Regions from separate parts of the Anser cygnoides genome. Here region 1 is linked to region 2. The links are chromatin contacts, called in public Hi-C maps. All regions are on one chromosome and are shown on one strand. Each heading gives the region's core, a stretch centred on a gene start, on an enhancer-like site or on the middle of the called end of the contact. The rest is flanking DNA. Distances are from core to core; before and after follow the strand shown. Region 1 holds the start of THOC3 (THO complex subunit 3). Region 2 overlaps RNF145 (ring finger protein 145).

Region 1 (2,729 bases), core at 148-2,647, 250 kb before region 2:
CCCGCCTGCGGTCACTTGCTGGGTTGCTTTGCGTAGTGCTGAGTCCCCTGCTTCCAGCAAAGGCCCAATGGCCTTCCCTGGGCTTGTGCTGATGCTGCCTGGGACAGGGCTCAGACTTTCGGGGAGCTCCCTTAGCTGGCAAGGGTGGGGGGTCTCCTCCTCTGTGCCACAGGTTCCACAGCTGCCGCTGCTGTCCATACTGGAGGGGGACAGGGAGAAGAGGTCTGTGTCCAGCGGCATGCTGGCCAGGGAGCCCAAGTCACTGTTAAACGTGGTGGTGCTGCAGTTCTGCTCCGGGCTGCAGAAGGAGCTGTGGGGGCTGGAGGCAGGAGAGAAGCAGCCCTTGTTCTCCACCGTTCCTGCCGTGTCTGCGGCAGCACAGGGGTACGTGGGAGCGTCATGCTGGGGCGCTGCAGGGCTCAGCCCCGCCGCCGCCGCCTCCGTTTCTTTCTTTGTGGTGAAGCAAAGCCTGGGATGGGACACGTGTACGGCCGGGGCAGCAGGCTCACGATCAGCACAGTCCGTGGGCGGAGGCGGGCTGCACGTGTCTTCCTTCGTCAGGTCGATGATGGTGATGCTGCTCCACGGCACCGGCTCTGTGCTCGCATCCTCGCGGGTCAGATCGATGATCTCCTGCGGGGACAGAGGGGGGTCAGCGGTGGCACCTGGGGGGGGACATCTACAGCAGCGCATCATGCCCCTGCTAGGCCGGGAGAGCCGTGGGGGCACGGGGGCTCGGGGGGGGGGGCACGGGGGCTCACTCCTCAGGGGCTGGGGACAGAAACCGGGAGCAGAGCCCTGCACCCAGCCGGGGCCCAGCGCTACCTCTGCGTCCATGGCGGGGCACGCAGCTATGCCGGCGCTGAGGCGGCTGCGAGCAAGAAAATCAAGTGAAATCCGCGCATCTCCCGGCCGGGGGCCGCTGCCTTTCCCCGGGGGGGCCGCACGTAGCCCCGGCGAGGCGACCGCAGCCACGGGCCCAGGGGGGGGGGGCCACCGGTTGCCACCGGCTTCCAACGGCTTGAAGCCCACCTCAGAACGGGGGCGGGGGGGGGGGGGCAAAAAACGGCCCCTCAGCCCCCCGCCCTGTGAGGGGCCGGGTGCCGGGGTGCCCCCCGAGGCGGCTCCCCGGCCTTGGGGGCTGCAAAACCGTTGGGGACCGGGGACGGATGGGGGATGGCGGGGGCGTAACGGGGCTCCCCGGTAGCACCGGGGGCTCTCGGCGGGCGTCCCGCGTCGCGGCTCCCTCCCTCACTCACCGCGGGGCGCGCCCGGCGGCGGCGGCGGCGGCTTTGGGGGGGCGGCGGCGGCGGGGAGCGGCCGCCCTCGGAGCCCGAGTCGCTGAGGAGCACGGCGCCGTCCGCCATCTTAGCGCCGGGCCGGCGGCGGAAAGCGCGTCAGGGCCGGCGGGGCGGGCCGGGGGCGGCCCGGCGGCGGCGGCGTCGGCCCCGCCATGGCGGTGTCGCCCTACGTGCAGGCCATGCAGGAGCTGTTCCGAGCCAACACGCGGAGCCGCGAGTTCCCGGCGCACGGCGCCAAGGTGCACTCGGTGGCCTGGAGCTGCTGCGGCCGCCGCCTGGCCTCCGGGTCTTTCGATAAGACGGCCAGCGTCTTCCTGCTCGAGAAGGACCGGCTGGTGAGGGGACGGGGCGGGGGGAGGCCGCTGCCCGTGGGCCGGCCGCTGGGGCGGGGGGCTGGGGACGGGGGGAGGCAGCGGAGGGACACAAGCTGGGGGGGGAGCAACCCTGGGGGCGTGGGGGTGGGGGCTGGTACCGGGGTCAGGGAGCCGGTACCGGGGTCAGGGAGCCGGTACCGGGGTGTGGGGGCCGGTACAGGGGTGTGGGGGCTGGTACCGGGATATGCGATCCGGTACCGGGGTGTGGGGGCCAATACCGGGGTGTAGGGGCCGGTACCGGGATATGGGGGCTGGTACCGGTCGGTGGTCTGGTAGGGGAGGCCGGGGACCGTGACCGAAGTGGTGGTGGAGGTGCTGGGGTCGGTAACGGGTAGTCCCCGGGGGTGGGCTGACCTGACCGGGGCTTGCTCCCCCCCCCCCCCCCGTTGGCTAACCGTCCTCTTCCTCCAGGTGAAAGAGAACAACTACCGGGGGCACGGGGACAGCGTGGATCAGCTCTGCTGGCACCCCAGCAACCCCGACCTCTTCGTCACGGCGTCCGGGGACAAGACCATCCGCATCTGGGACGTCCGCACCACCAAGTGCATCGCCACCGTCAACACCAAAGGTGGGTCCCTGCCTTCCGGGGGCTGCTGGGCCCCCCAGCACCTCCGCTGCGTGGGTCCCCTCTGCAACGATGCCGCTCTCTGGCCTCTTTTGTTGGTTTTGGCAGTCAGGGCATCTTTGTTGCTGCTTCTGGTTTAGTGTTGCCCTCGTCTAACTTGAGCTGGTGTAAGGGGCAGCAGCGACCACGAGGGCTGGCTTATGCTGGTGTCAGGACTGAGGAACTGCTGAAATATGCAGCTGACTGTTAAAGCGTCCTGCAGGCTCGTCTCGTCTCTGCAGTCTGGGGGCTGCAAGGCTGGAGACTGGGGAAGGCATGTAAGCAGAGACACAAGGTGGAAGTCAAGGTTTACATGAATTTAGAAAGCGATTCTTCAAACTTATGGGTTGATTGACCTAGATACCATCTCTGGCGTAGGAAATCTCTGACTTCCAATTGTCAGAGCTGTAAATGTTGTTGTAAGGTGGCATAACGGCAGCTTGCCTTGTT
Region 2 (2,869 bases), core at 358-2,857:
TAAAAGATTGATGCTTACTGGATTTTGAGGATTTTGACTGACCCGCTAGTTCTCCTCTCACCAGTTGCTGATTTTTTTTTTCAGACCAAGCCTTTGGTTTTCTGACTTGCTTCTTCATTCCAGAAGCAGCCTGAAAACTAACTTGCTAAGCTCTTTCAAAGCCCTCTTTAAATCTCTTCGTTGCTGTCATATCTGTCATACACAAACAAAAACTTGGCAGCAGGAGGTGTCTGGAGTGCCAAGGCCTCAGCCTGTCATCTTGATCATTATTGTCTAGTTATTTATTTTGCGTGTAATTGGTCTTTGGAGCAAGATTATCCTTCTGTGCTTGTACAGCACCTAACATGGTCTGATCTTGCCCATAACCAGCTTGTAGATTTGCTGATAAGAACAAATTCAGGAGCTGACTGGCAAGGCTTCAATATCCATGTTTTCCAGGGAGAATATAAAAATAATGCTTACCATTTCCTTTTAAAGAGAGAGCACTCACTAACGTGGTGTGAAATAGATGCTCCTCCTCTTCTATAGAGTTTGAAGGCTCACAACAGGGTAAAACCAGCACTTCGATTTTCCATTTGCATGGACACTTGCAGTTTGGCTTCTTGATGTCAAATTAAAATATGATGTGGATTTGAGTCATGTAAGTGTTTTTTATTAGACACTTAAGTTTAAAACACTTCTTCATATGGAGGTTTTAGTTGCAAATAAATTTTGGGAGAGAACAGTTTCCTTTTTTCTTGGGGTCAGAATTGTATTCTAAGTACAATTGCTATACAAGCCTTCTCATCTCTAGGATCGCTTGTCTCTGGTTTTATTTTCCTTTTTTTTTCTCCTCTCCTGGTATTTCAAATCTTGCTGGGCTCTCTTACATGATTGTAATCGTGAGGAAGAAATATTCCGTATGCATGGCCTTTGGATGCTGATAATACTCTTTCTCCCAATTGCTTATGCAGAGGGCATAAGTTTTTTTTCTTCCCTGTAAATACATAGAAAATGACAGGGTTCGTAAAGTGCCACTGGATTTATAATAGACTGATTAGTCATATGATGCTTTTTTGAGTGCATATTGTAGAGAGTGTATTGGAATGGAAAGTTGTGTACAAGTGTTTTTTGTTTTGCATTGGTGAAATGGGATAACAAAAGTTTTGTTTTTAAAGCGCTTGTTGCTCTTCGCATATGGTCTTGAAACACAGCTGAAAAAAAAATGTTGGCTCTGTGTGTGTTTGTATAACTGCCTGCAGGGGATTACAAATGAAGTTAAGTGTGTTTATTCCAAAGAAGGATATTGTCTTGTTTTGTGTTGAACGTTCTCCTCTATGTGATTCCATTGCTGTAACTTTGCGTGGTGGTTAGTCTTCAGTGATGTGTTGGTGAGTTCACTGCTGTTGCAGGCTGGAATTGATTGCTGTTTTGATATCAGCGGCAAAACTTACTGAATATTAGGATGTTAAACACCAGGAGTGTTTGTTGAATGGAGCACCACGGGGGGATGGCCCTACCAGGTGGGCCAAAGCAGCTTTTTGCATGTGTGTGTATTTCAAACTGTAGCTGATGGTATAATTTAAAAGCAGGTCTAGAAGCTTGGCTGCCTACTTGCAGAAGATGCCAGAAATACCTCATGGTTATGAACCTACGTTATGAGCATAGCTGACCTGTCTCTGATGTGATGGAGTGCTGTGCCAGGAGCTGCGTGGGATTGCTTGGATTGGTCCCAGGCCAAGGGAGAGGCCAAGGGAGTCTCCTGAGGGCAAACACAGTTCCTTGACAAGTCTGCACAAAGCTAAAAGCAGGAGCCTGGCACCATATCCCTGCCAGCAGCATACTGCTTGTCCATCAGCCGCAGCAGATGCTGCAGCAGGTCCCGTGAACGTTAATATCCCTCATGCTGGTCATGAAAGACTAAGTAGACAACTCTCTAACGTTTTGTTGAAATACAGACTTTTTCATGTGTTTGCTAGCTATTGCAAATTTTCCGTCGTTGTGGGAAGGAGATGATAAAGAAAAAGCAGTTGAGTGATTTCCTTTTGATGTTTTATATTAAGTCTAGCTATATGAAGCTCCAGCTTCTTGAAAATCACTGCATTGTAACTTAGTCTTTGCAATACAAAAAATGTAATTGAGCTTCAAAGTCTTTTGAAATAGCTTTTAACTGTGAACTTCAAAACCCTTGGTTGATTAGGAGCAGTCAGGAGTTTGGTACATATTCGTTCTGAGGTACTTAACGCTAAATACCTCAGACATTTTATATTTTCCTTTAAAACAGATCAGCAAAGCAGATTTACTATGCTGAAGTGGTGTGGCTCATTTCATTATCTAGCATGTGTGGTGAGTTGGCAGTAGCTATAGAGAAGACAACAACGCTGTGACTTGAGCTGGGCAAAAGGTCCGAGTGGGTTGTACGTGGACCGGAGGCGCGTGTCCTCGTTCCTCTTGCTGTGAGAGGGCTGCAGTCAGCAGCTCCGAGCCAGTTATTCACAGGAAGGGGCAGTCAGCTGTTCTGGTGGTTCGGTGCACAGTCAGGTACTTCGTACTTCAAGTAAAATAGATGATCAGATGGTAGCGTGTCACTGCTGAGTCTGGGCTTTCCCTCTTCTCCTTTGAGATGGCTAATGCCGTGTGAATTAACCCTACCTTTGTTGTGGTTTATTGGTGGACAGCCTTTTGTTATCAAACTACAGATGACACGAACTAATAACAAACTGTGCTTTTTTCTGTCTTGCCCAGGTGGTGGAAGTATATGGTCTCCTGGCTCTGGGAATGTCTTTGTGGAACCAGCTGGTGGTCCCGGTTCTTTTCATGGTGTTTTGGCTCGTCTTGTTTGCTCTTCAGATCTATTCCTATTTCAGTACACGGGACCAGCCTGCCTCGA

What was found. Hi-C and Micro-C count contacts between places; a contact is called where the count stands out from the background.
Region 1: a Hi-C map of granulosa cells shows a contact between it and region 2, with 1.7 times the contacts expected there. The contact joins the promoter of THOC3 here to the enhancer-like site in region 2. A contact is called at or near these places in 2 of 7 Hi-C or Micro-C datasets (granulosa cells and liver).

What each region holds. Positions count from the first base shown.
Region 1 is chr14:9,136,935-9,139,663 of Taihu_goose_T2T_genome, reverse strand. It overlaps THOC3 (THO complex subunit 3), which reads left to right and starts at 1,397. Exons shown (of 6, transcript XM_066977198.1): 1 at 1,397-1,636; 2 at 2,087-2,243. The coding sequence starts at 1,454. It overlaps SIMC1 (SUMO interacting motifs containing 1), which reads right to left and starts at 1,390. Exons shown (of 10, transcript XM_066977189.1): 1 at 1,260-1,390; 2 at 1-633. The coding sequence starts at 1,367.
Region 2 is chr14:8,891,654-8,894,522 of Taihu_goose_T2T_genome, reverse strand. It overlaps RNF145 (ring finger protein 145), which reads left to right. Exons shown (of 12, transcript XM_067005463.1): 7 at 2,725-2,869. Among named protein-coding and RNA genes, the nearest start is that of EBF1, 29 kb to the right of the region's middle. Within about 2 kb of position 1,607, at least 1 of the 3 cell types and tissues checked has open chromatin away from gene starts, as enhancers often do.